2 separate regions of the Sus scrofa genome follow, and region 1 is linked to region 2. Evidence: chromatin contacts called from public Hi-C data. All regions are on one chromosome and are shown on one strand. Each heading gives the region's core, a stretch centred on a gene start, on an enhancer-like site or on the middle of the called end of the contact. The rest is flanking DNA. Distances are from core to core; before and after follow the strand shown. Region 1 has its middle 24 kb from the start of MLPH. Region 2 has its middle 51 kb from the start of COPS8.

What was found. Hi-C and Micro-C count contacts between places; a contact is called where the count stands out from the background.
Region 1: a contact with region 2 is called in a Hi-C map of mesenteric adipose tissue, with 1.9 times the contacts expected there. The contact joins two enhancer-like sites. A contact is called at or near these places in 12 of 47 Hi-C or Micro-C datasets (alveolar macrophages, embryonic fibroblasts, epiblast stem cells and 8 more) and 1 of 2 datasets of contacts at active chromatin or transcription factors (skeletal muscle).

What each region holds. Positions count from the first base shown.
Region 1 is chr15:137,155,469-137,158,633 of Sscrofa11.1, reverse strand. No RefSeq gene overlaps it. Among named protein-coding and RNA genes, the nearest start is that of MLPH, 24 kb to the left of the region's middle. Within about 2 kb of position 1,888, at least 29 of the 83 cell types and tissues checked have an H3K27ac peak or open chromatin away from gene starts, as enhancers often do. A contact at or near this core is called in mesenteric adipose tissue, omental adipose tissue, retroperitoneal adipose tissue and 1 more, where this site is marked.
Region 2 is chr15:136,877,335-136,880,786 of Sscrofa11.1, reverse strand. No RefSeq gene overlaps it. Among named protein-coding and RNA genes, the nearest start is that of COPS8, 51 kb to the right of the region's middle. Within about 2 kb of position 1,641, at least 24 of the 83 cell types and tissues checked have an H3K27ac peak or open chromatin away from gene starts, as enhancers often do. A contact at or near this core is called in mesenteric adipose tissue, omental adipose tissue, retroperitoneal adipose tissue and 1 more, where this site is marked.

The sequences.
Region 1 (3,165 bases), core at 639-3,138, 280 kb before region 2:
GTGTCTGTTGGCGGCTCCGCTGTCACGGGTTCTGTGGTCTCTGGCGCGGGGCCGTCGCTATGGCTGTGGGAACGGGTGTCCTGGGTTCCAGGGGGTTGACTTAGGCTCCTTGGAGACGTGTTCTTTTCATTATCCACACCCAGCCCCCGCCACCTCGGGGGGCTTCCCCAGGGGCCGTGTGTCCTCCGTGGTTGTCACTCCGTGTAATTATCCACCATGCTCAGAGGCCTGGCAGCTCTGGACCTCTGCCCCTGACCTCTCCCCCCAACCCCCTGTTCAGCTCCAACTGGTCCGTCGGACCCACTCTTCTGTCCTGGTCTATGGGGGCTCCAGGCCGTGCACCCCACAGGTGTCTCCCTGCCAGCCAGGGTCTGAGCAGGAAAAAGCCAAAGAGTCGCTGCCTGGGACCCTGGCAGAGGCGCGGGCAGAGGTAGGGGAACCAGCAAAGGACATGGACTTGGCCATAGAGCTGGCCACAGAGGAGGCCGTTGCCACCGCAGGCCTTGAGGGACAGATGAGGGAGTGGTTTTTGGAACGTGGAGCATGGAGTTGTAGGCGGCTGTGCCACCAGTGCTGTGGGGATGGATAGCCAGGGCCACTGCAGGCAGGGAGGGGCAGAGACGGTGGCCGTCCCCCTGCTCTCCACGCCAGGCTGGCTCTGCTCATTGGCTGAGCCCGCAGGCAGGAGTGCAGTTGATGCAGGACACAGAGGTCAGTGTCTAGGACCCAGAGCCGGGCGGGGGTGTAGGAGGGGCTCCCGAGGGGCAAACAGAGGCCCCGCATCGGATGGCCCCATGTGTCCCCAGGCTTCCCAGTTCCCAGCAGTCCCTTCTCCCCCAGGGTCCCTGGGGTCCCTGGGGTTCCTAGGAAGCAGCAGCTGGTGGGGTGAGAAGTGGCTGACCCCTTCCAGGCCCCTGGGCCACCCTGGTCCCAGGAGCCCCGGGGGGTGGTGTGGGAAGAGCTTCTGGGGAGGACAACACCTTCCCGGACCCCTGCCTCTCGCACCCCAGCCCAGTTTCCTTCCCAGCTCTAGGCTGGGTGCCCAGAATGGCATCTGCAGAGAGCTGGTGCTCAGCCAATGTCCGTGGAGCGAGTGAATAAGTGGGTCCTGACCCCCGGTTCCTCATTCTAAAAGCGAGGCCGAGTCTTCAGGAGTAGAGGGGGCAATCTGGGGCTCCCTGGAGGTCGGGGGGCAGTCCCAAGGGGGTCCCCAGGGCTCTGCGAGTGTGGTGTTGCCCTGGCCCTTGGGTGAAGCTCAGGCTGTCCATCTGGGGCGGGGGGGCCAGCTGATAGTCACCTGCTCCTGCTGCACATCAAGCAACCCCACATGATGCTAAGAGTGGTCCCAGACGCCGAGCCCTTTCTCTGGGTGCTGGATGCTGAGGATGGAGACGGGGCTCCCTCTCAGGTTGGTGGCTCTCTGCCATGAGGTTTCCAGGAAGGCTGGCTGGGCTATGGGCGCCCCTGCAATGGTCCCCGGGAACCTGACAGCTGAGGCCAAACTCCACCGACCCCCAGTCTGGTGACTTGGCCAGGCCCTTGGGTGGGGGCTTTTAGCCTGCATACCCTCCCCCTCCCCCCTTGGCTTCTGAGGAACCCTTGGGCCCTCTGTCCCCAGCTCCACCACCTGGCACCCCAGGGCTCCAGGAGCTGAGCCCAGTTCACTGCTCACCACTACCTCCTCCTCACCACCTGCAAGGTGTCCCCTGGTATCTCTCCTGGGGCTCCCTTGACCTTGGAGTGTAATAGACTGATGGCACTCCATGAGCTCAGAACCGAGGGCAGCAGCCCCAGGTCTGACCAGGAGGTCTGTGCCATCTGGGAGCTCATTCTGGAGCCAAAGGAAGGTTCAGGCCAGCTGGGAGGGGACTCCCTGGTCCAGGGCTGGTTCCCGCCGCCCTCTGCTTCCCTCTACTGGCCGGCACGGGTTACTACAGCCAGCCCTGCCTGCCCGGGGACCCAGGATCCGGAGGCTTTAATTCCAAACCCGCCGCAGACCTCTGTCCCTTAGCCTGTCCATCTACCCTGACCTGAAGCCCATGGCGAGGCGAGCCCACGCGGCCTCCCCGCCCCCACTGCGAGGAGTGGTTGTGGCCTCATCTCGGTTAGTGTTGCGGCCCTGATGACTCCAGATTTCTCCCGAGCGGATGCAGCGGCTGCGTTAGTGCTCGGCTGTTTATATTCTCCTGGTGAATGGCCTGCCCCGTCTTCAGGTGTCTGGTTTCAGCTGGATGGGCTGTGGACTCTCATATACCGCCTATGCTTGATTTTGCAGGCAGATGACTTCAGACGTCTGGGTGGTGACGTCAGCAGTGGTTCTGCCAAAACGTCCCCCGTGTAAAACCCGGAGCGGATGTCTGCCGGCGGGGAAGTGCTCCCGCGGGGAGCTCCCCAGGCCTCGTGTCCCCCCGCAGCGATGCGTTTAGAGCTGGTCCCGCGCCCCCGGGTCCCCGAGGGCGCAGGACGCACCCCACCCTCTCCCACTGGTGGGAGCTGAGCAGAAGCTTGCTTATGCCTCGTCTTCCAGTTCTTTCCTTCGGTCCTGTGGGGGGTGGGGGTGAAAGCTAACGACTCCCTTTCCAAGATCCTGTCTCAGTTGCGCTGAGTTAAAGACATTTCTCACTAATATGAACAAAGCCAGCTGCCTGCCTTCCCTTCCGTTTTCTGCCTGTATCAACCCGCTTGGGCTGCCATAACTAAGCGCCACGGGCTGAGGCGCCCAACAGTGGAAGTGGATTTTCTCACAGTTCTGGAGGTTAGAAGTCCAGGATCAAGTTCCCACCAATTTGGTTTCTGGGAGAACGTCCTGGCTTGTAGGCGGCCACCTTCCCGCTCGGCTGTGTCCTGGCGTGGCCTTTGCTCTGTATGTTTGTGTGGAGAATCTCTTCTTACGAGGACACCAATCCCACCAGATCAGGATCCTACTCTGATGACTTCATTAAGCTTGTCTATTTATTTTGCTTTGGCATTTTTAGGGCTGCACCCACGGCATATGGAAGTTCCCAGGCCAGGGGGCCAATCAGAGCTGCCGCTGCTGGTCTACACCATGGCCACGGCAACATGGGATCTGAGCTGTGTCTGTGACCTACACCCAGCTCATGGCAACGCCGGATCCTTAACTTACGGAGCAAGGCCAGGAATCGAACCTCTTTCTTATGGACCCTA
Region 2 (3,452 bases), core at 392-2,891:
GGAAAGCAAACTTGTGGCCTAAGGAGGTGACAGCACAGCCTGACATCAGCTCATCAAGGTCACCTGACGTCAGGGCAAAGGTGCTTTCCTGGGTGCTCTGGCCATCAGCCTGCCCAGCCCTGCGCAGAGGGAGGAGGCAAGGTTCTGGCGCCCAGGCTGGCTGTGGGCCCTGGGGGCACTCACGCCTCTGAGCCTCAGTTTCCTTCGCTGTAAAAAGGGCACAATAATGATTCCTCTTGAAGTTGCTGTGATGACCTCGTGGGGTGTCCTCGGAAAGCCCTTAGCCCAGAGCCCGCCCAAGTAGGTGCCAAGGAAACGGGTTGCAAACCCTGCAGAGTCCAGGGCTCCTCTCCCACCCATGGAGCTTGCTGGCTCCCATCCCCCTTCCAACAATGGCACGGGGAGTTCTATATTTAAATGTTAAACTTGGGAAGCTCAAGTTTTCAGGAATCTCCCATTGTTCATCCTGCCTCAGCAGCACCACCCAGACTCTCTCCTCTGCTTCTGGATCCCTGTTTGGCCCCAAGGAAAGGGTTCCTCCCACCTCCTCCATTACCTCTAGTCAGACTCACTTCTGGGAAGTCTCTGCCTCTCTGGCTTTTGCCACCTTGTCCCGATCTTGAGCAGAAGTCCCTATGGCTAAAGCCCCAGGCCCGGGTACACGACAATACTGTGATCCTCTCAAAGGGCAGGACCACTCTGGGAAGCCCCCCACCCCGCCCCACGCATGTCCTCCACCTGCGCCTTTTTATCCATAGAAAAACTCTAGCCAAAGCACCAATTTCATCAAGAAGTGAAAAAAATACAGACAAAAGAAAGTAGTGCCAGTAATTCAGCCACTCAACCATGTCAAGGACCATTAGCTCTTCAAAGACTGTGGACGATACTCTGAGCCCTGCCCTTGGAGCTGCGCTGCAGGCGCTGGAGCCCCCAGCAGGCGGAAGAAGACCGCATCTGCACGCTGCTCTGGGGGCCTGGTTCCCGCCCTGCTGACCCGAGAGCACGGAGACCCCAGACCGGTTGGAACAGGAAGGTTGAGGCTGCTGACTCTCAAGGACCTCCCCACCCACCAATCAGGAAAGTGTCCGGGGGCGGGTCACGCCCTGCCCCTCCAGCACCGGAAGACGGCTCCCGACCCCCTCCAAGGGGCGGCAAGTCCTTGAGGCCCTAGCCTGCTGTGTCCCTCCTCGCCTGGCAATTAAAGCTGTTTTTTCGCTTCCTCCAACTCTGCCTCTGCGTCTCTATTTGGCACCCGTGTACAGAGGCGGCCGAGATTCGGCAACAGGGAGCGGAGAGGAGGGTCCTCGGGTCCCCTTCCCCCGCCCCCGTAGGCAGCTCTGAAGGACCCAGGGTGCAGATGCTTGGGCGGGCTGTGCCCAGGGGGGAAGCCAAGGGGGGAGTGGGGGACACTGTCCCTGGCAGGGAAGTCACAGCCGGAAAGCAGAACAAAGATGCGGGCTTTGCCTCAGGCGGTCAGAGGGGAGGAGCCGCAGCCTGTGCAGCTGTGGGCATTGAGGTGAAGGAAAGATTCTTTTCTAGAAAGTTGGCGAAGGAGGAAACGGAAGTCCCGCTGTGCAGGGACCAGCGTTTGCTGCTGGACTGTCCTTGCTGACGGGAGACCAGCCCGTGGACTGGTGTGAACAGCCAGGTGAGAAGGGGCTGACTGGTCCAGGGAGCTGACCCTCCTGGGGGCGTCCCTCAGACCTGCCTTCCAGCCCCATCACTTTCTCTTCTGTGAGAAGGGCCTGTCCTCACGCTTCCTGCCCAGCCCTCTGCTCCCTCTTCCCTCCCTGACACCTGCTCTGTGAGGCACAGGACACAGATTCCCACATCCCTGCTGCCCCCTCCCAGGGGTGATGCAGGGAAGCCCAACAAGGCTGTGTCACAGGGGTGGGAAGCGGATTCCTTGATTCAGCAGATCCCTCATTTAGGGATTGTTCCTTCTCTGAGGACAGGAACGTGCTTCCCCGTTCAGGAGGGGTTGCCTCTGGTAGGAAGAGAAAGTCAGAATAACCCGGTGTTTCTGGAAGATCGCCCTCCCAAGGAAACCCCGCTCTTTGAAGTCAGGGTCCCTGAAACCAGCCGCCCCCCAAGACACCTCCCGGCGTGTCGAGGGTGCCATCTTGTGGAAGGACGAGGTAACAGCAACACAACACCCCTCACAAGACCTTTGCATCCCAGGCAATGCGGTAACCCTCCAGCACTAACTCCAGGACCTTACAATTCTGGAGTCTCCAAAGGACTCCCACACCTTCTTCATTTCATAGTGACAAAACCCTGGGGAGCAATATGGTTATCCCAAACTAACTCAGAGAGGTTCATGGACTTACAGAAGGTCACACAGCCAAAGGCACAGCCAAACCGCCTCCCTCCGAGTCCTCCTCTCCCAGCACCTGGCTCTCCTGCCGTGTCCATCAGCAGATGTTCCACGCCCATGGCTTTCCAACTGCTGCCCGGTATTTAAGCTTGTGCTGCGTGTGCCGGCGTTTGCATGAACATCACGGAGGTGGATTTCACGCTGCGGTGCTTACCTGTGCCACGTGTGGTGCCTCTGAAGGGTCTTTCCTTTTCTGGAATTTTTTTTAAAAACTGTAGTAAAGTTGATTGACAATGTTGTGTTAGTTTCAGGTGTATGGCAAAGCAATTCAGTTATGCGTACATAAATCTATTACTTTTCAGATTCTTTCCCCTTCTAGGTTATTTATTATGAGATATTGAATATAGTTCCCGATGCTAGACAATCTATCTCTGTTGTTTATCTACTTTATATCTTGTAGTGGGTTTAATTATTCTTTTCTGTTGGCTTTTTGTTTGTTTTTTATGGCTGCAACCATAGCATATGGAAGGTTCCAGGCCAGAGGTTTAGTCTGAGCCATAACTGTGACCTACATCACAGATGCAGCAACACCAGACCCTTTAACCCACTGTGCTGGGCTGGGGAACGAACCTGCGCCTTGGCAGCCACCCGAGCCACTGCAGTTGGATTCTTAACCCACTGCACCACAGCGGAAACTCCCTCTACTGTATTTTTAAGAATGCTCCTTGTGATCCATTGTGTTGGTCCCATGACTCATGAGTGGTTGAGACCCACAGGCTGAAAGTCTGAATAATGGCTCCCCCAAAAAACCCCACGCAAATGTCCATAACCTAATCTCTAGAGCCTATGAGTCTTACCTCCTATGGTGAAAGGGAGTTTGCAGAAGTGATTAAATTAAGAATTCTGAAAGGGGGAGATTATCCTGGATTTACCCGTGAGCCCCAAATAATCAAAAGTGCCCTTAGAAGAGGCAGGCGGGAGGGCTGGAGTCAGAGGAGATGTGGCAAAGAACAGACGTTGTCCAAGGTGGAGGGAGGCACCAGAAACAAGCGGGCAGGCAGCCTCTGGAATCTGAAAGAGGCAGGGAACACCCCGTCTCCCCTCGGAGCTTCCAGAAGGAGCTGATCCTGCTGAC